Regions from separate parts of the Mus musculus genome. Here all the other regions are linked to region 2. Evidence: chromatin contacts called from public promoter capture Hi-C data. All regions are on one chromosome and are shown on one strand. The core of a region is the stretch at or near the end of the contact, and the rest is flanking DNA. Distances in the headings are between cores, read along the strand shown. Region 1 holds the start of Med13 (mediator complex subunit 13). Region 2 holds the start of Synrg (synergin, gamma). Region 3 holds the start of Brip1os (BRCA1 interacting protein C-terminal helicase 1, opposite strand). Region 4 holds the start of Vmp1 (vacuole membrane protein 1). Region 5 holds the start of Tubd1 (tubulin, delta 1). Region 6 holds the start of Cltc (clathrin, heavy polypeptide (Hc)). Region 7 holds the start of Ints2 (integrator complex subunit 2).

Region 1 (2,791 bases), core at 80-2,579, 2.4 Mb after region 2:
TAATCTGTAAGACGTAAGTGTGCTGAAGATCCCCATTTACCACATCGTGAAAGAGATTCAACAAAGGAAATTCAGTAATTCCTTATTCTAACTTAGTGACAGAAAGCATAAGGTGCCAAAAATGAAACTGCTGATACATGACTGGCAGTTTATGCTTGCCAACTAGTTATGCTCCACCCACTTAATTCACTTACCTATGATAGACTTAATATTTCTCAGAGCACACGAAAAATGAAAAAAGTCACTCTAACTTAGTCATTCAGGAAGCTCGGCTATCGTTTAATTCAGGACTAGATATTTGCAACAGTTGGTACTTTTGACAAAAGTCTTAACTCTTGAGTGTTATCCGATTTGGGCCGACCTACATACACGTACTAGAACATCCCTAATTCCAGCTGCCCCAGACTTTTCAGTTCAATAAAAGGAACAGCCAGCTCAAAACATTCTTAAAACGTAAGCAAAACAGACAAATATAGAACGTTTAGTGCGAAACCACAGTACCTCCTCCACTTGCCCCTCCACTCTCACAAAAACATAATGTTCTAATAAAAGCAAGATGGCTAGAAATTGTCAAAATGGCAAAATGTTTTCAAAGTTTAAAAAGAAAACATATGAACCGGCACACACTGTTTTTACACAAAGATCTGAAGTCACCCATAAGGACACTACCCCTGTATTAGTTTAACTTACAAAACGAAGAGGGTTTTAATACGTAAGTTTTTGGGGGGGTCCTGTTTAAGAGAAGCCCACTTACAAGGGAAAAGCGAGCTTAAAGGCAGTCGAGCAGGGGCAATCGTGGAAAGTGTGGAAAAGGGATACACTGTTCGATACAAGGGGCGGGGGGCGGGGAGGCGGGGAAGCAAGAAGCACACAAGAAAATATTACTATCCGGGCAGATAAGCAGCCCAAGTTAAGGAAAAGACTAGGATGGGGAAAAGAGTCCAAAACAAGACAGGAGGAGGAGAAAGACCGAGGGGGTGGGGGGAAAGACAAGCCTCTTCCCAGCAGAGCCCCGGTCGGTAGGTGAGCGGACGCTGCCTCCCGGGGCGGCCGCAGAGCCTCGGAGGAGGCCGACTCCGGCGGGGCCTAGCCGGGGGACACCGGCATCTGGATGCGACCCAGACCCCCTCCCCCACGGCCCAAGGGCGCACGGCGCGGCCCCCTCCCCCACCGCCCGCGGCCCCCGCACTCACCAGGCAGAAGAGGTTACAGTGACAATCTTCCAGGCTGGCCCCGTTCGACACGAAGGAGGAACTCATCGTCCCTCACAGCAGCCGCCGCCGGCGCCACAACCCACCATCCGCCATTACCGCCGCCTCCGACCAGAGAGAGAAACACAGACACCGGGGAGGGCGGGGGGCGGTGGGGAGGAGGCCGCCGGGCCGCCCGCCCTCCCCGCCGCCCCCCGGCGCCGCCGCGGCCCCCGCCGCCCGGAGGCACCCAGCCGCCCGGGGCCGAGGCCGCAGGCGGGAGGGCCGCGCCGCGCTCGGCCGGCCGCCGGGACTGCGGAGCCCGCGGACGCGCGTCCCTCTCCGGAGAGGAGGGGAAGGGATGTCTGTCCCTTCCACCAGAAAAATAAAAAAAGATTTAAAAGAAGAAAAGAGAAAAAAAAACGAAAAACAAAAAAATAATAATAACAATCAGGTACACGATAAATAGTCAGAGCCCGAGTCCGAGCGGGCCGAGCCCAGAAGCCCGGGAGGGTTCTCCGCGGCCCGGGGACGCCCGCGGAGGGGCGGGAAGGGCGAGGACCGGCAGAGCACCCCGGGCCCCCGGCCCGGCAGCGGCGATGTCCTTAAGCCCAGAGTCTCCTCAGCGGCGGAGGTGGTGGCGGCGTCTGTGGGCTCAGTCCATTCTCCGGCTGTGTCCTCGTGTTGTCCCTGGGCCAAGCCTGCCTAACGTCTGCTCTCCTGCCGCCTCACCGCCTGGACGCCGTAGTCTCCCCCATTTTGTGGGCCCAGCGGGCGGTGTTTTTCCCCCTTTAATCCGAATTCACGGGTTTTCCCTTCGCTTTAATGGCGGCCACAGGGACCAGCTCGCCCTCTCTGCTCGCCCATTGGCCGCCGCGAGGTCACGTGGGCCGGGCTCCGTAGGGAGGGGGGAGAGAGAAGGCGGTGAGGGAGGGCAGGGAAGCTTTCGGAGCCCCGGGGACCGGGCGGCCAGCTGGTGGCTACTAACATGGCGCCATCTGCTGGATGCCCCGGTTAAGATGACCCGAGTCTTGGCCCTAGCTTTCTGCTGGCTGGGGAAAGTGCAGCAGCGCAGGAAGGTTCACTTCAAAATCGAGAATTACTTGGAAATCAGTTCAAATTCTTTGGAAGAGAAAGTTGGCAAAAAAAAAAAAAAAAGAGAGAGAGAGAGAGAAAAAGAAAAAAGAAAAGAAAAAGAAAGACGTTCCAATGCATTCTCATTCACTCCATAAGGCCGCCGGGGTACATCGCAGAACTCTAGGGCTAAAGAATGAGAGCTGGATAGACACCAGCCTCGCCCTCTCTTTTTAAGTTATAATAAAGAGGTAAAAAAAATGAAACGATATGGTCTTGTGGTTAATGAACTAGAAATAAAGTCCTGCTGTTCAGGATTCGAAGCTGGAGCCAGTCTTTTACCTCTTTGTGACTCAGTTTCCTCATCTGTAAAATGAGGAAAACAAATGTTATGTTTGTTATATGATGCATGAATACAACCTGAGCACTAGCCTCGTGCCTGCGCCCGATAAGCAGTGTAAGGCATGCATTACTATACTTCCATCCTTCCTTTCTGTGGTTACTTTGAGAAACACGTGAACTCTGAG
Region 2 (2,700 bases), core at 198-2,697:
GCTGAGAATACAGACATGAGACTGATATTGAATAGATGGGATAAAGATTTAAAAAAAAAATCAGGCTTCATTTAAATAAACTGCTCTAGAGAATAAAAACTAAAAGTTTGTAATTGTTTTGTTCTTGCAGAGAGTTGAGTCAGTGTATATCCTGAAGTGGGTATACACTTGAAACCATTGCGGCTGCATTTTCATTTTAGACCTTCAGCTTTTCCTGTGTTTTAAGAGTAAAAGTGCCTATCTCTGTGTCTGAAGCTTTGTATGCTAACAGCACCACTCTTTAGCAACTAACGGCAGTGATGAAGTATAGAAACGATTATGTGGTATGGGGCTGTGATCTCAAAGCATCCTAACAAGACTCTTAACACAGGTGGGGAGTGTCCTTGGACGGATGCAGATAGAGATGGTAACAGATCGTGTTGATAATCCCCATTCAGTTATTTTCTCTTTATTTTTTCTGAGCAACCACCCAGTCCATGAAGTAGCTACAAAACTTGTATCAGCTTTTTTTTTAAAAAAAGGGTCAGGAATGGATTTAAACTCCTATACATATCAGTAAGGACTCTCCTATATAAATGCTAGCTTTGACCAGGGAAGAGGAAAAGTGAAATAGTAAACAAGACCAAACAAGGAAAACAGATCTCACAAATAGTGGGCGTGGTCCTAGTTAAAGGACCAAGGACTTTGAGGACATATTGGTGTGGACACACTGCAGCTCCAAGATCTGAGCATATTACAAGAACTTCTTTCAAGATTTTTTTTTCTCATTTCTAAAATAGCAGTAATAACTCAGGGACATCAGACTATTAAATGCACATAAAACTGGTCTAGTAAACTAATAACCTATTATAATTGTCTCAGCGAAAGCTGTAAGGCAAGAAGTGGCAGGGACTGGTTGTGATTGATCCATTATCTAAGAGCTTAACAAACTTACTTTCAACACATTTTACTTCCAGGTAGCTTGGTTAGGGTTGGAGGTGTCAAAGTAAAAATACCCTGTGTAGGTTCAGCATGTGCTCACGGTGCCTCACTATGGCAAAACCGACCACATGAGTAGGGCACCTTGGAGGATATCCTCTTCGTGTGTATTGGGTCCATGTATGCTCTAGATTGACTTAAGTAAAAGGTACTGTCAGTGTCTGTAATAGATGCTGAAGAGAGAGTGCCAAGGGAAACAGCTGTAAAGGCCCTCTAGGATCCGACTGCTGTGTAAAGGAACAGCAGAAAAGCACCTGTGTTCCATCATCTGGTTATATCAGGACCTACTGTGTGCATTAGTGCAGATCCGGGTTTGCAAACTAACTACACCAGCCGCAGTGCTGTGTCTCCTGCAGAATGCCACCGGGGCGCGCCGCTCGTGCCCGGGGGCCATGAAGTCACGTGGGCGCGCAGCCCCGCCCCGTCGTCGGCCCCGACTTGGTGGGGCGGTGTCTGCCCCGGAAGTGCCTGTCTTCGGCTGACAGCTGCTGGCGCGGCGGCGGCCCCGAGCAAGATGGCGCTGCGGCCGGGAGCCGGAGCCAGCGGCGCGGCGGGGGCGGGCGCGGGGCCCGGCGGGGCAGGCAGGTGGGTCGGCGGGGCGGGCGGAGTGGGCAGCCATGGTCGGCGGGGTGGGCAGGTGGGGCCGGGCGCAGGGGCGGCGGTTGCGGGGCGCGAGCGTCCTGGGGACCCGCGGGGAGCGCGCTCGGGTGCAGGCGCCACCGCACCTGCCGCGGGGCCTCGAGCGCCCGCGAGTCCCTGCTAGGCTTGCTGGGCTCGAGCTGCTGTCGGAGCGAAGGCTGTGACGGTCTAGTCGCAAAGCTGGAGGAACCGTTTTAAGACTGTACAGTACTGTCTTTCCTCTCATAGAGCGTCCTGTCCAGTCCTTTTTTCTTTTCTTCACATACAAATAGAAAAATCTGAAGACCTTTGAATTAGTAATTGTCTTGAGATAAAGCCCGTTTAGTAGAAAAAAACATTTGTCTGACTCCTTTTAAAATAGACATTTTGAAACAAAGAAAATTCACTGACCAAGAGCAGTATGCTCCTCTTAAAACAAAAGCTTCCAGACTTTATTGAGCTCCTTTTAAAAATAAAAATCTGCTCTTTGTTCTATTTCAGATAATTTTTAGGCTATGCTCCCTGTATCCAGAATGGTAAAGGGGTGTTTGTAACTCAAGTTCATTTTCATTTGACAAAATGTTTGATTCCAGAAAGTCTGCTCCCCTTTCTATCATGACTCAGTTTGTGTTTATTTAATTAGCTGACATATAGCACACACATTCCGAGATAAAATTAGCTTTTATTTTTAAATATCCTAAGTTATCTTTGGAAAGCGAAGTATTTGGGTTTTTTTTTTAATGTATAGTTTAATTTTGGAATCACCTACACTTCAAATGTGTAAAAGATTTTAAAGTAACCGTCTCCTTCAGGTGCATATTGTGAATACACACACACACACTCATTCACGGAAGGAAAAAAAGCAGTCACTTGAATAAAGCAACGGTGTGTGGCCAGGTTTTCTGCTTCCTCTACAGTCTTTGACTTTAAACTTAAAACATTTTCCTTCCTCCTCTGGTTTTGTCACTGTTTCGTTGGGGTCTTTCATTAGTGAGCATTAGAAATTGCTTTTGCCTGCAGAATATATACAGGATGACAATTTCTAAAGTGGCATTCTATTAATCTAATCAAATGTATGAGTAATAATGGGACCAGTCCTAGAAA
Region 3 (2,866 bases), core at 100-2,599, 2.2 Mb after region 2:
AAATCAGGAGATTATAATTGAAACAAAATAGATTTAAATCCCACTGTTTGCATCACCTAACCTCCCAGACACTTTTATTGACTGAAGAATTTCGACAGTGGTGAGAAAATCTGGTAAACTCAGTCTGTGAATGGAGATGGTTAAGACAGAAGGTACAACAGGTCATGAAGTCAATAACTTTAACCACAGCTTCTGTGCTCCAAAAAACCCACCACTCTTAAGTTATTTTTCATTTCTAAATATTGTTCTGTCAGACAAGACCTGCATAAAATCAAGCCAAGGAGACCTGTCAACATCCCATCAGGCAGTACTAATTGGACTCATTGGGTGGGAGGGGCGTGTGAAGGGGTCCCGAAGCAGTGTGAAGGATGTACTGGGGATAGGTCAAGATACTTTGTATATATGCATAAACTATCAAAGAATAAATAAAAGATATTGTTAGAAAAAGTATCCAATCACTGATTTTTATCTGTAAACCTCTGAGGTTTAATGGACTCTAACAGCTTATTCTGAAGCAAAAACTCAATATTGTGTTACTAAAATTAATCGAGATGGCAATCTATGCCTGAAGCTGTGGCAACATTCCTCTCAAAACTCATCAGACAATCACACTTCCGGATGTGGTGGCGCAATTCTTCTGGCCCCCAACAATCTCTGGTGGATCTCTGTACGATCGATCGAGGGCAGCCAGGTCTGCACTCCGAGTTCCAGCCCAGCCAGAGCTGGAGGGTGAGACCCTGTCTCTTTAAGAGAAGGGGGGGGGGGGGGCGGGTTAACAAATCTGTAGCCCTTCCAGAAGTACCGCGGAAGCTGGGGCTACCTCCAGCCTGCGTTCACAGAATGTAAGGACAGGCTCCCTGGCCCTCAGCTTTCCTTCCCCAAGCTCCTAGTTCTCACATGTCCACGGGGAGCCACACCATAGAGCCCGAGAGCCCGCCGGCGCCAGCCTGCAGGAGCCCGTCCCCTCCCCGCGCCCTCCTTTCCATTTGCCCACGGCTGGCTCCCGCTCCCAGAGAAAAGGAACGGCTGACGTTTGACAGAAGGCAACGCGGAGCCGACCTACAAGGAAAGCTCGCGAGTACGAAAGTCCTCCCTCACCGGCTGTTCCGACGCTGCCAGGTACCAAGGTACAGCCACTCCTCCCTCTCCAGGCTGCACTCCGCAGCGCCACACAGATGAATTCGCGCCTCCCGCCCCTCGGTTCCCAGTCAGCCAATCACACAGCCAGACCGGAAAAGGAAACAGCCAATCATCGTACGAGGCCAACGCTATACCGCCCAATGGGAGCCCGCGAAGTAAAATCAACCCTCGAGTACTTGGCGGGACCGGAAGACGAGCACCGCCCCTCCCCCAAACCCCACCCCGCGAAAAAGACTGGGACAAGTTCCGCACATTTGCTTGAAGGAAAAAAAAAAATTCTTGTACTGTGAGACTTTAAGAAGCACAAAATGGGCGTTAGACGGGTCTTACATTTGGTGCATTGACCGGGAATCGTCCTGCTGGCGGGTCCAGTGACAGGAGACCGGAGGATTGTTCGAGCAGGTACCGCGGCTGTGTCTCTTTGTGTCCGCCCTTGGCGTGCGTCTATTCCGCGCGTCTATTCCGTCTGTTCCCTCTATTTTGAGTCGGCTGCAAGTCAGTTTGGTTTCGGTTTGCAAAGGAGTTGTCTGCCGGGGGTTGCCAGAAGCGACCTTAACGCTGCGGTAACGAAGAGTCCTGGAGGACGCTCCAGACTCTCAGAGTGGGAAGTCGGATCCGATCCGCGAGATCCGGGAGGGCTCGACTTCATCTGGGGGTCAGTGGCAAAGAGACCACTACCAAGTTATTCAGTGTATCTTCTGTGGCGCTCGTGGCAGGGGCGCGTTGGTATTTTACTTTCTGTTTTTCTTTTTGTGTGTGGACTGGGACTGACGTTATTTTTGGACAGAATGGGACACTGACCTTCCACCCCTCCGAGTTTTACTCTAGAACATTGGAGGGAGGTTAAGACTAGAGCTCACAATCTCTCAGTAAATGTGAAGAAAAATAAATGGTTTACTTTTTGCTCGTCAGAGTGGCCCACCTTTCAGATTGGATGGCCTCCTGAGGGTTCTTTCTCACTGCCTCTTATATTGTCCGTCAAGAGGTGCATTTTTGGTGCTGGCTCGAAGAGCCACCCTAATCAGGTCCCATATATCATAGTGTGGGAAGATTTAGTCACCGATCCCCCTCCTTGTGTTCGCCCGGTTCCTCTTCAGGACCAATGGCTGTGCCAATCTTCGCCCTTCAGGATAGGCCCAAGAAAGATGTTCTCCCCACCACGGATACTGATCTTCTTCTTTATCTCCCTCCCCTTTATCCTCTCTCTCTCTCTCTCTCTCTCTCTCTCTCTCTCTCTCTCTCTCTCTCTCTCTCCTCATGCAGCTCAAGCTGCAGGGCCTTTGGCCCCGCCCATTCCGCCTGGAGAATCAGGGGGACTCGCCATCCTCCTCCCTCCCCAGGTCAGAGGGACCTGCTCAGGAGACTCAGAGACAGTGGAGGCAACTCCTGAGGGTGCCCATATTCTGCCCCTCCCGGCCTATGGTCCCCGGATGAACAAGGTCATCAGCCTTTCAGTATTGGCCGTTTTCCTCCAATGACTTATATAACTGGAAAACTCATAACCCCTCATTTTCTGAGAATCCACAAGGTCTAATTAACTTAATTGAATCACTTCTCCCATCAGCCCACATGGGAAGATAGTCAGCAACTGCTTCAGGTTCTCTTTACCACAGAGGAAAAGCAGCGAATCCTTGAGGCTAGGATACATGTCCCGGGGTCAGGTGGGCGCCCTTCCCTCCTGCCAGGGAATATTGATGCAGGCTTCCCATTGACCAGACCGAACTGG
Region 4 (3,003 bases), core at 41-2,540, 2.7 Mb after region 2:
TCCCACTTCAGAATCACTTTGCATCTACTCCAACTGATCATGTGTCTGGTACGCCAGCATCTTTCTCCCAAAGGTCAACAAAAACATCACCTCCAATACAAAAATACAGCGTAGTAAATAAGCTTCTTCCCTAAAATCAGACCCAAGGACAACACAATTCTCAGACAATAACAGCTGGAATATAGCCGGACCCAGCACTCGGGAGGCAGAGGCAGGTGGACCTGGTCTACAGAGCAAGTTCCAGAACAGCCGGGGCTACACAGAGAAACCCCATCTCAAAAAATGAACTAAAACAGTTGGAATTAAATTCTTCATTAGGCCAAGAGAAACACTGGAAAAGGTTCTCTAAATGATCAATCTGTCTACGAAACCTCTCACAAGCGTCAAGAAAGAACTGAAAGGTAAGGAATGACATTGCCAATAGACACATACACAGCCGATCTATGCATTCCTGGATTCTTTGCTGGAGTAGAAAAGCAAAAGATGTTTACATAAAATCAACTGGAGGTCATAAGCAACCCATAGCTGCCTAACCCGCTAAGCCCATACACTGTTTGGAATCGTAAAGACCTTTAAGTCCCTATCTTGCTGCAAGTACTTCCACTGCGGGGAAATAAAAATGTTGGGGATCAAGGTTTTGGAAAAAGCGGAGAGCCCTCTTTTTTTTTTTTTTTTTTTTTTTTTTAAATGACAGTCCTAGGAAAAGCTGAGTGGGTCCACAGCAATAACTCTGAGAGGTAATGACCCCTTCCTTTGACTACTCTGCACTGTCGGTACACCCGAATACCTTCGTTTCTCGGAGATATACTTAGCATACTGCGCTAGTGGCCCGGGAGGAGAAAAACCCATTGAAAGGTCCTGAGAATCAGCAGCAGCGAAGACCCTCTTCATTTAACCCAAGGCTCTGGACAGCTCGGGAGTGAGGTTCTCTGAGAAAGCCAAAGCCGGCTTCCAGGTCTGGAACGAACTGTCGCGAGTGTCTGGGTTCAATGTCCCGGTAACCAAGCGCGGAGAGGTGTCCCACATAACCTGGCCACCGCCAGCTGACACAGCCAGTCAGCAGTGACCTGAGCCATCTCAAGTGGAAACCAGCGTGTTCTGCGTCTGCATCACCCAAGTGCGGGAGCTGCGGAAGCGGCCGAGCTGTGGGAAAGCTCGGCTTGGGCTCCGGACTCCCCGCTTTCGCTCACCTACCCGCTCAGACCCCGGCTTCTCCGGATCGCAGGATCCTGGAAGCGGCTCACAACACCGACTCTCACACCCGCCGCTGGGCTCCAGCCAACCGGAACTCGCTCGCGTCACTTCCGGTCCGGCTCCTTTAAGGAGCCCGCCTCCAAAAGAGAAACGTTCCCCCACCCCCACCCCCTCCTTTCGGCCACCGGGAGGTTCCTCGCGGGATTTCGGTTCGGCTTTCTCGGTTCGGGCTCTGTGGGTGTGACAAGAAGAAGGATGACTGCGCTTCGTAGTTTCTGATCCGGAACTAGTTTTTCAGGAAACCCGGAAGGAGTAGGTGGCGCGCGCGAAGCGTGTTCCTTGTTCTGGCTTGGAGACCTGCGAGGTGAGCGAGACGAGCTCCAGGTAAGTCTCGACTCCTTCTAGGACGGTGCAGAGGAGTGTAGTTCTTAATGGCTCTACTGAAAAGCATCTTATCATCTTACCCCACGGTCGGCCTCCCCCTAGCTACTTCATAAATTGTCTTCCGCCCCGTGGCTGCTGCCTGCCTTGCCTACTCTGCAAACCTTTGGAAGAAGCCAAGATAGAACCCAGAATTTTAGTCGCTGGCAACACCTCCTCTTAGAGGTGGCATTGATACGCTACCCTAGCGTGAAAAAAATGGAGAACAGGCCTCACACTATACATTTTAAATATCCGTCTTCGAATTGTTGAGCCCAGCTTGGAAAAGGAAAAGAATTCTAAAGATGGATTCAAAAGTATTTTTATTTATTGGTATTGCGGTGCATGCACGTTGTGCATGGTGAGCAAAGCGCTCTACTCTGAAGCTATTGTTAATCTCATGGATTCGAAGTGGAAGACCACTGACCCAAATCATGGCCAGATTAATTAAAGCAAACTTTTTATTATTATTATTCGTTTACACGGACTATTTCTCCCAAAAGGCAGTGTTCAAGAGATCAGCACTGGACATGGGGAAAATAAGGATTTTTATAGTTCAGGAGTATTGGTTTCCAAATGGGGGATTTGGCATATAAACAGTGTTAATAGCAGCGGAAAGTGAACATAAGTTGGTCATAACAACCCTCTGAAGTAAGACATGGTTGCAAGGTGGTCAGTAATAGCCTTTGGAAACAAAGGCATAGTTGCCGTTTCCAGGAAAAGGCAGATCAAGAATATTTAGCCATATGTTGCTCTGTGACACTAATCTCTACCACATTGGACAGCATAGGGACAGACAGAAGGGCCAACTATGTACGTGTGTGTAATATTATCCATATTTCCAGGCAAATAGGTAGTTTTGCTTAGGAGACTGCAAACTGTGAGAAAGGTCAGGTGAGCAGTGGGTGGAAGTTGAGTTAAATAACTCAGAGGAAGGTTTAAAGTTTTAAAAGTCAGCAGGGAGTGGTGCACAAAACTCAAGAATGAAACACAAAAAGAAAGAACTGTGGTAGCAATGACAGCCTGTCTGGTTCTTTAGCAGTTTGGATAGAATAGTATATTACCCATCCTGTAATAGACGCTATGTAGAGACGTTAACTTTCCCCAAATCTGATTTGCTTATTTTACAACCTAGAAATTGTGAGGACTCCTAATTCTACCTGGCAGGCAGCTATCAAACATTTGTTGTATTTAACTTCTCTTGGTCTTAGGTTCTCTGTTCCCCCATCTTTTGTTTTGGATTTTGAATGCTTTCTTCATTAAAATGGGCAGACAATGTTTACTTTGAAAAGATTATGAAAAGGGAGCTAGGTTTCAGGATACATAGCTAGAATCCCAGCTACTGGGAAGGCTGAGGCAAAAGGACCATGGCAAGAGCAGCCCAGGCAA
Region 5 (2,700 bases), core at 21-2,520, 2.6 Mb after region 2:
CAATTTATTTTTGGCGAGACAAATCACAGCTGTCAACGCTTTTTTTCCCACCCTACAATTACATAAATTATTCTGAAAAAAAAATATAGACATCTTCAACTTGAAGGGAATTAACTTACAAATGCCGTGTGTCGTTATGAATGGGGGTTTTTTTTTCCTTTAAAAAGTCACACGGAAGGGGGGTTAAAAATAAAAGGCAAACAAACAAACCCTGGAAGATGCAGCAGAGCCCCCTTGCTCCCGAAATAAAACTCCTGGTGGCTGTCACAGCAGTGCTACTCCCGACAGAAGTTTTCAGCTGTCACTTCTAACAGCTGAGCGCTTCCTAGGAGAGAAGCGACAGGCCGAGAAGAGAGGTGGTTGTGGGGAGTCTGAAGATTTAAGGCTTGCAATCTTACACTCCACAGGGAAACCCTTCCGCATCTCACCTGCACTAAGGGGGACACCCCAACAAGATCGGCCCTCCCCACCCCCAGCACACGCTCACACCACCCGGGCCGCACTCAAGCCCCACAGCTCCAGAAGCCGACCGCGCGCCTTTTCTCCTCGGCGCTCCAGAAACACATTGCTCCGGGGCAGCGCTCAGCTAGGGATCAGGGCGAGCCCTGCACCTGCGCGCCCCGCAGAGGCCTCACACCTAGGGCCAGGTCCGTCCGCCCGCCCGCCCGCTCCCCGACTCGGCCGCGCGGCGCCTCAGCTCCTCCCGGAGACCGCTCGCGTCCCCCCCGGGTCTCCACGCCCTCGGGCACACCAGGCTTCCCGGGCCCACGCCGCCACCCCGGCCCTGTCACCTCGCCGCTGCCCCCCCACCCCGCCGCCCATACCCCGGGGACCCCGGGCCTCACCCCCTCCTCCAGCTCATCCTCAGAGCCTGCATCTTCTGGCTGGTCCAGGTCTATGTCAAACACTCCTGCCATGTCCTCAGCTTCCCTGTGTCGGAAGTCAGGCGCTAGGTAAAAGCCGTCCCGCCTCCGTCGTCGCCTCATGGGCCCGGACCCGCCGCAGACTCCACGGCTGCTGCCGCCATCACCGGCTGCTTAAGCTCAATGCGTCTGCGCCTAGGCCCCAGACTGGCTCCTCAAGTTCAGCTCCGGCGCATGCGTACAAAGTCTTCTGAAGCCATACAGTGGGCAGCGGACATGCGTAGCATTAGCTCCCGGGGCCAGGTACTGGCAGGAGCATGCGCAGAACACCGTCCGAAGCCAAGCCGGGAAAGTACAGCTTGCGCGTTTCTGTCTAAGGCGTTTGCCGGACACGGAGCATGCGTACCATATCTGAAGTTGATAAATTGAAATTGAACATGCGTGATTAGCCTTCCTAAATAGAAGAAGGGAAACGAGGGTCGAAAAAAGACAAGCCCTCAGCAGAGCTCTTCGCATAAGGAGCGAGCGCATTTATTTGTTCTAAGTAGTTTTTTTTTTTAAAGTATTGAAAGTGAGCATGCGCGTAGTGAGAGGGTTGGTCTTCTGAAGTTTGAACCGAACTGAAACTGCCGGTCGCAGAGCTGTCAGTGAGTGTGGGGTTACCGGGGAGCTGATAGGGAAGAAAGGCAAAGAGAGACTCTTGTCTTTGCTATTTGCTAATTCAGTGGCTTGGAAAAGTTACATAACCCTTCGGTAACTCAATTTCCTTAACTGTAAAGTGAGAATAGAATTACCTACAATGCAGTCTTAGACGTTAAGTTGAAAATCTGGTTCACAAGCCTCTGCTCCTTTCCGGGGCTACATAGACTTGATGTGAAGCACTTATCAAAAATACTCTTTTTAAAATAGTCCCTGTTCTCCGAGAGGCTGAGGCAGAAGGATCATGTGTTTCAAGTCAGCCCAGACTAATTAGACAGTTTCAGGCGTAACTGGGCTACATAGAGAGATGTTGTCTAAAAACAAACAACGTCGTTTAAAAATAATAAAGATTTAGTTTCATATTTTATCTGGTCTTTCTCTAAGCTCCAACTTTGTTTTTCTTTCTTTTCTTTCCGAGACACGATCTCGCTATGTAGCTCTGGCTGTCCTGGAACGCACTGTGTAGGTGCAAACTCACAGAGATCGGTCTGCCTCAGCCTCCCAAGTGTTGTTGGGTTGAAAGGCTTGCACCACTATGCCTGGATCCAACTTTATGCTAGTTGGTTTGGTTTTTGGTTTTCAGAGACAGGATTTCTTTATGTGGCCCTGGCTGTCCTGGAACTCTCTGTGTCCTCAAACTCAGAGATCTGCCTACCTCTGTCTCTTGAGTACTGGAATTAAAGGTATAGCCACCATGACTGGGCTTATTGATCTTAACTGTGCTTTCCGGGCCAGAAGACGGTTGGTGAGAAAACAGAAAATTAATGTTATTGAATGTTCTATTGTTGAGCTAACTTCTGATGTCCATGTAGTGTGAAATGTATACAAAGAATTCCTTCAGGATCATATTTCCTTTAGATTATTTATGTGTGTGAGTATATATGCACATGTGTGTGAATGTGAGCACTTATGCAAATGCACAGGAGATGAGGGCATCCAGCTCTCTCTCTCTCTCTCCCTCTCTCTCTCTCTCTCTCTGAACTTGGGGCTGAGTTTTCTCAACCAAGTGGAAGCTATCCACAGTGGTCCTTCTGTCCGCACTGGACTTGCCTCTGTAACTACAGGCCTGCACAGGACTCCTGGCTTGCTATGTGGGTGCTGCTTCTAGGCTCCGGTCCCCGTGGCTACACAGCCCCCA
Region 6 (2,700 bases), core at 85-2,584, 2.8 Mb after region 2:
CCAACAGTCACCTGCCTAGGCCAACTGCTGGCAGGTTGCCAGGTTAGACAATGGTGTATTGACTCCAGGATAAGGTGCAGTGGGGGGCGGAGGGGGGACGCCCCAGACTATTAAAAAGGAGCCAGTTACAGATCAACTTGTTAGGTACTGACACAGAGCAGGTATGCACTTAAACCCGGCTCTGATGAATTCCACGCAGTCCTGTGAGACATACTCCTGCCGTAATCCCACAACTACCTGCTAAATTCCAAAAGGCCATAAATAACCTCTAAATAACTCTCCCTACCTGCAAGAATCAAAGTGAGCCTAAGAGCTACACTAACCCTCTGAAGAAACCAAGAAAGGAAAAATATGCGCGTTCCCCTTGGGACCTTGACCCCAGGCACCGAGACTGACACCGCCCCTTGCCGCCCCTCTATCTTCTTTCTGTTCCTTCAGTGAGTGTGACCTTCGGTTCCTTATAGATTCAGGGAAGGCAAGCCACGAGCCACTGCTACCCTAACCCCAAGGTGCCTTTCTCAGTGGTGAGCTGCAGAGGGAGGATGCAGCTCCTCCCCAACCCACCCGCCACACAATTCCTGGGTGCAGACTCGATGTAGAAATGGGAATAGACCAAGGGAAGGTGACAGCCCCGCGTCGCTCAGGGTTAACGAGAAATCTTGCTCTGGGAGAAACGCGCGAGAAGCTCCCCCACCTAGCCCCTACCCAAATGAATGAACTGAGTAAAATGGGAAGGGGGGTCTGGTATGCGCAGTTCTTGCAATCCAGGAAGCAGAATAAGAGGTCGTCAGACGTAAGGCCTGGCCTCGCCGCCCTTTGCACTCCGATTCGTCATTTCCATCCTAGTCTCATATCATTTAACCCTTTAAGCTTTTAAGACACTGTCCTTCCTCCACCTATGCCAAATACCGACACCCCCCACTCCCCTTCTCTCGATCCCTTTCGGGCCAGGCCGCTAGCTTCTTCCTTCCCACGACCCTCGAAAAGTCCCTCAGCAGCCCCGACTCACACGTACCTGGAGATGCTCCTGAAAGCGAATGGGCAGAATCTGGGCCATGGCGCTGTCGGGGAGTATGGTCTCCTCCTGTCACTGGGGCTGCAGGGCAGTGCCTGCCCGGGCTCTCCAAGGGAGAGGAGGAGACGGGGAAGGGGAGGGGAGGCTGGGCTCAGAGGGATACTCTCCGGGGACGCAGGGAACTGGCAGGCAGACGAGAGAGCTTGGGTCGGGGGCGGAGGCTCCAGGGGCCGGGAGAGCCGCAATGGCGGAACCGGGAGCAGCGCAGACTCCGGAAACGGCTGAGCCCTGCGGAAGGATCCCGAGGCAGAACTCCGCCCAGTCTCCTCACGCCGTCCGCCTTATGTAGCCTTCCACAGACGCCGCGCCGCGGTCGGGCGTAGGGATTCAGGGACGCAGTGCGCGGAGCGCTCTTCGCTGATGCGGCTGCGGGGAAACAGAGGAACCGAGGGACTACTTTTTCTAGACTCATCACTTTCCCCAGGCTCCGGTTTCTCCCTTCTCCCCTCCCCCCTCCCACTTTTTTTTTTTTTTAACATTTTGCCACATCATGCGACTCGGGGCGAACTACGTCATTTCCGTAGGCGCTGTAAGACCCACCCACGCACTTCCCGGTGCACGTGATGCGGGTAGGGAAGGGTCGGTTGAAGGCTGCCAGAGTGGAGGGCGAGAGGCAAGATACTGGCCGCTGCTCCTGGGGAGGAGGTGGCGGTTGAGCCCCCTGCCGGCGTGGCGGCCTGGGCGTGAGGACACCGAGTGCCTGAGGAGAAGGCCGCGGCGTGGGTGCCGCGGTGACTAAGGGAAACGGCCCCGCCGCAGAGCTCCTCGGGCGGCTGGCTGCGGCGCGCCTCCCCCGCCTGGTTTCGCGCAGTGGGTGGTTGCTGACACCTCAGGGAGGGGGACCGTACTGAGCTGCAAGCTTCCTTGCCCTGACGCACGCCCTTCTGACGCCAGGAGAGCCGGATGGCTCCTCGAGATCCTCAGATAAACCATCTCAAAGGACAGGGAAGGCCATGGGAGAAGAATCTCCTGCTGGCCCCTGGAGAGCGCTTCCGCGGACATTTTGGTGGACTTAGATCAGCCTAGTGTAGAGATCAGTTTGGCCTTCGAGAACTGGAGGGTTCGGCCACAGGAAAAAGCTTAAAAGATGTAGATCAAAGGATGGCTAGGGAAAGAAACCTCAGGGGCTGTCTTGGAGCTGAGGGATTGACTGTTAGTCATACATGGTAGTAGGACCATTACCTGTAGTTACAGGGTGGGCGATGTAATAAGCCCTTCAAAACCGGAGCACCTTGCCTTCCTACAGCAGTAAGCTATCTGCAGCATTCATTAGCGATTAATAGCCGCCCCAGAGCTCTTGCTAAAGTGTAAGGTGTAATGTCTCACAATAGCACCAATATAAGGAAGATTTAGAGAGTTCATTTCCACATAGTTCGTCTTAATCCCCCTGAAAGTTCTTGAGGAAATTACTTTCAATGCCCCTTTCAACCTAAAGAACATAAGACAACCACTGGGTGTACAATAATTTTGCGTAAGCGGTTTTGCTTAGAGAAATCTGCTTAGTCATTTCAGTTGCGTTTAGTATTCCCCCCAAATACTGCCTTTCATATCTGGGCTGAGAGGAGAACCAGGCAAGTGAGAAGGCAGACAACAGACCCTTGAAGAAGAGCCTTGCCACCATATTT
Region 7 (3,002 bases), core at 245-2,744, 2.3 Mb after region 2:
AGCTTCCACTCCAGACAGGAGGCGAAGTATAAGTTTCTTATCCTGTGCCCAACTTTGGCTCTGGTCAGCAGGAGCACAAAGTGCCATCCTCACCAGGCAGGGCAAGAGGAGTCTTAATTCCGGATCACTTAAGGACGCCAGGCGGACAACATCCACCTTCTGCATAGCTTCAAAAGCAAAAGGGCTGACAAACTGCAGGCCTGTACCCTCGGGCGTCATCGCTCTCGATCCTAAGGAGTCCAAAACAACAAAATGAAAATCGGTATCTACTTCCCACATATATGACAACCTTCTTTAAAATCTAACAAAGTATACTAAATACTTAGTAGGTCCTTGCATTGGCAATGTTGTTGGCACAATTAAAGCTCAGGTTTCTGTCTCTATGTTTCTACTGACATCTGGAAGATAAGAAGGAAAACTGCAGATTAATGTTTCTTCTCAATTTAGAGATCATTTGCTCTAATACTTTGTGTCCCAGTGAACCCTCCTACCCTGAACACAGCCAAGACTTCCCTCATTATGCCCATTACATGAGTTCCATGAAATATGGAGAGAAAATGAACGGCTGCAGCCAGATCTCTTTCATTTTACAAGCCTACCAGATAAATATAAATATCAGTTGGGCTTCTCTTTCTACCTCCCAACTACATGGAAACACTGGTAAATCATCTCACGGGCCAAAAGTAATGTCAGAGGCATGGTTCTGAAAGCCACAACGCTATTCCGTACCCCTATTGTTATAGAGGTAGATGTGTATGTACAGTCAGCTGAAGGAGTTAAAGAGAGTCTCACTTGGGCACTGTGGTTTTGAGTAAATTTTCAAAAGGTAGCAGAAAAGAGAGGTGACATGGAACAGTTAACAGAGACCACTCAGTCTTAAGACCTACTCCCTAGCAGAGCTGTGGACAAAGAATCGTAGGCAGAAATGCTGCTGTTTCAATAGTAAGCGCTGGTCTTTTAACAGTAGAGTAAGCTCAAGGCAGAGGTGACAGGACTCAGGGGTCTCTGCCAGGCAGCAATGAGAATCGAGTGACCCGGGCTGCGAAGAGTCAGGCGGACTTCAGACAAAGCGGCACTTGGGCCCGAGAAGCCGACGCTTCATACCTTAAGATCAACCCTCCAGCCTCAAGGGACCCACTCGGATTCCGCCTCCGAGAGCCAGACGAGGCAGAAATGGAGAGCGCGGTCCGAAGTTGGGCCTAGGTGATTATCCAGATCCCCAAACCCCGGCAATGCCCGGAGTCGACTCAGGCACCAAGAACTCTGACGCTGGCACCAACAGTGCCGTCGACAGAGCGAGAATCAGAATGGGGACACTGCAAAAAAAAAAAAAAAAGTAAAAAGGAAAGGGAAAAAAAAGGGAGAAGCAACCAGGAGAGAGGGGAAAGCAGAGACTTAGTTCAACCTGCACCCTGCACCTCCATTCATCCCAAGCTTCTGGCACGCGCCGGCCACCGTACAGCACTGAGAAGACGTCGGCGGCGATAAGAAAAGCCAGCTTAGGGCCGCTCTGCGCATGCGCAGGCCCGCCCCTTCCTCCGTCACCGCCCTCCCCGCTTCCGAAAGCGTGGAGTGTTACACTTTCTTGTTTTCCAGAGCTTTTCTCTTGGAACCTTGTCAGATGAGTTCCTAAACGGTCAGAGCGAAATCCCGACCCCCGAACCAATTATCGCGACATTTAAATAACAATAATGTATTAAATGGCAAAAGTTGTCCGCTCTGTTCCTCCACAGAAATTTGCCTAATGGAACCCGATTGCAGCCTCCTTTAAACCCCTGCCGGTGCGGTCTAGAAAGTTCTAGAATCCCAAGACCTGTGTGTAGGGGAATTTTAAAAGTAATGAAGCCGGGCAGTGGTGGCGCACGCCTTTAATCCCAGCACTTGGGAGGCAGAGGCAGGCGGATCTCTGAGTTCGAGGCCAGCTTGGTCTACAGAGTGAGTTCCAGGACAGCCAGGGCTACACAGAGAAACCATGTGTCGAAAAAAAAAAAAAAAAGTAATTAATCATAAGTCTATACACTAAGGCCAAAGTGTAATAACTTTTCATTATTTAGTTTTATGGTGTGTACCCAAATTATAAGCGCATGCTACCACTTCCGGCTTGCATTCGAGGTTGGTTTTGTTTTTCAGACAAGGTATATGTGGTCCTTGTTGGCCTGGAGTTCATTATGTAGACAAGGATGACTGGTACTTGACACAACCCCTCTGTCTGCCCAGGGCTCATACTAGAGGCTCTATGTTTGGTAGCTTTCTCGGGTCTCGAGGTTACAAAAATCCTATTCAAGAGTGAATTTTAGGAACGAATTCAGTGGAACCTTCTCAATATTATATGTGGCACTTGTGAAAGAAAATCAAAACTAAAGTCTCACCATCTTAAAAATTGCAAGTCTATTTATCTCATAATAAATGTTCTGGAGACAGCGCCACACTATGTAGTCCAGGCTGCTCTGAACTTCTGCTTCAGCCTTTCAAATTGTGGAATTATAGGATTGTGCCATCTTCACCAGCTTACGTTTTTTGTTGTGGTTGTTGTTCCTGGTTCACCCAAGGTTTGCATGACCTTGCGCGCGCGCGCGCGCGTTTGTGTGTGTGTGTGTGTGTGTGTGTGTGTGTGTGTGTGTGTGTGTGTGTGACATTTGTGCATGTGTTTACTTGTGAGAAAAAAGAATAACTCATGGAAGCTCATTTTCTCCTTCCACCATGTATGTCCTGGGACTTGAATTCATGTCATCTGGCTCAGCGACCAACACCTGGCATGCTGTGCCATCTGTCAAGCCTCTGAACTATTTTATTAAAATGCAGCTTTTGGGCTGGAGAGATGGCTCAGCGGTTAAGAGCACTGACTGCTCTTCCGAAGGTCCTGAGTTTAAATCCCAGCAACCACATGGTGGCTCACAACCATCCATAATGAGATCTGATGCCCTCTTCTAGGTGTCTGAAGACAGCTACAATGTACTTAGATATAATAATAAAGAAATCTTTAAAAAAAAAAATTCTGCTCT

What was found. Promoter capture Hi-C pulls out the DNA fragments that hold promoters and counts their contacts. Capture Hi-C pulls out chosen DNA fragments and counts their contacts.
Region 1: a contact with region 2 is called in a promoter capture Hi-C map of hippocampal neurons, with 2.7 times the contacts expected there. The contact joins the promoter of Med13 here to the promoter of Synrg in region 2. A contact is called at or near these places in 3 of 39 promoter capture datasets (hematopoietic stem and progenitor cells, hippocampal neurons and liver).
Region 3: a promoter capture Hi-C map of liver shows a contact between it and region 2, with 4 times the contacts expected there. The contact joins the promoter of Brip1os here to the promoter of Synrg in region 2. A contact is called at or near these places in 2 of 39 promoter capture datasets (hippocampal neurons and liver), 1 of 115 datasets of contacts at active chromatin or transcription factors (astrocytes) and 1 of 9 other capture datasets (liver).
Region 4: a promoter capture Hi-C map of liver shows a contact between it and region 2, with 3 times the contacts expected there. The contact joins the promoter of Vmp1 here to the promoter of Synrg in region 2. A contact is called at or near these places in 3 of 39 promoter capture datasets (hippocampal neurons and liver).
Region 5: a promoter capture Hi-C map of hippocampal neurons shows a contact between it and region 2, with 2.7 times the contacts expected there. The contact joins the promoter of Tubd1 here to the promoter of Synrg in region 2. A contact is called at or near these places in 2 of 39 promoter capture datasets (hippocampal neurons and liver).
Region 6: a contact with region 2 is called in a promoter capture Hi-C map of pre-B cells, with 2.9 times the contacts expected there. The contact joins the promoter of Cltc here to the promoter of Synrg in region 2. A contact is called at or near these places in 3 of 39 promoter capture datasets (hippocampal neurons, liver and pre-B cells) and 1 of 115 datasets of contacts at active chromatin or transcription factors (astrocytes).
Region 7: a contact with region 2 is called in a promoter capture Hi-C map of hippocampal neurons, with 2.9 times the contacts expected there. The contact joins the promoter of Ints2 here to the promoter of Synrg in region 2. A contact is called at or near these places in 2 of 39 promoter capture datasets (hippocampal neurons and liver) and 1 of 9 other capture datasets (liver).

What each region holds. Positions count from the first base shown.
Region 1 is chr11:86,356,267-86,359,057 of GRCm38.p6, forward strand. It overlaps Med13 (mediator complex subunit 13), which reads right to left and starts at 1,330. Exons shown (of 30, transcript NM_001080931.2): 1 at 1,194-1,330. The coding sequence starts at 1,259.
Region 2 is chr11:83,962,984-83,965,683 of GRCm38.p6, forward strand. It overlaps Synrg (synergin, gamma), which reads left to right and starts at 1,448. Exons shown (of 20, transcript NM_194341.2): 1 at 1,448-1,563. The coding sequence starts at 1,493. Ddx52 (DExD box helicase 52) reads left to right here. Exons shown (of 15, transcript NM_030096.2): 15 at 1-105.
Region 3 is chr11:86,200,011-86,202,876 of GRCm38.p6, forward strand. Brip1os (BRCA1 interacting protein C-terminal helicase 1, opposite strand) reads left to right here and starts at 1,350. Exons shown (of 7, transcript NR_130959.1): 1 at 1,350-1,542. Brip1 (BRCA1 interacting protein C-terminal helicase 1) reads right to left here and starts at 1,183. Exons shown (of 20, transcript NM_178309.2): 1 at 1,099-1,183.
Region 4 is chr11:86,682,546-86,685,548 of GRCm38.p6, forward strand. Vmp1 (vacuole membrane protein 1) reads right to left here and starts at 1,291. Exons shown (of 12, transcript NM_029478.6): 1 at 1,195-1,291. It overlaps Ptrh2 (peptidyl-tRNA hydrolase 2), which reads left to right and starts at 1,529. Exons shown (of 2, transcript NM_001098810.3): 1 at 1,529-1,578.
Region 5 is chr11:86,543,721-86,546,420 of GRCm38.p6, forward strand. Tubd1 (tubulin, delta 1) reads left to right here and starts at 1,271. Exons shown (of 9, transcript NM_019756.3): 1 at 1,271-1,510. Rps6kb1 (ribosomal protein S6 kinase, polypeptide 1) reads right to left here and starts at 1,087. Exons shown (of 15, transcript NM_001114334.2): 1 at 846-1,087. The coding sequence starts at 986.
Region 6 is chr11:86,756,233-86,758,932 of GRCm38.p6, forward strand. Cltc (clathrin, heavy polypeptide (Hc)) reads right to left here and starts at 1,335. Exons shown (of 32, transcript NM_001003908.2): 1 at 1,016-1,335. The coding sequence starts at 1,057. Gm42085 (a long non-coding RNA gene) reads left to right here and starts at 1,481. Exons shown (of 3, transcript XR_880101.3): 1 at 1,481-1,644.
Region 7 is chr11:86,256,100-86,259,101 of GRCm38.p6, forward strand. Ints2 (integrator complex subunit 2) reads right to left here and starts at 1,495. Exons shown (of 25, transcript NM_027421.3): 1 at 1,105-1,495; 2 at 1-230. The coding sequence starts at 219. The region is part of intron 2 of Brip1os (BRCA1 interacting protein C-terminal helicase 1, opposite strand); the gene reads left to right.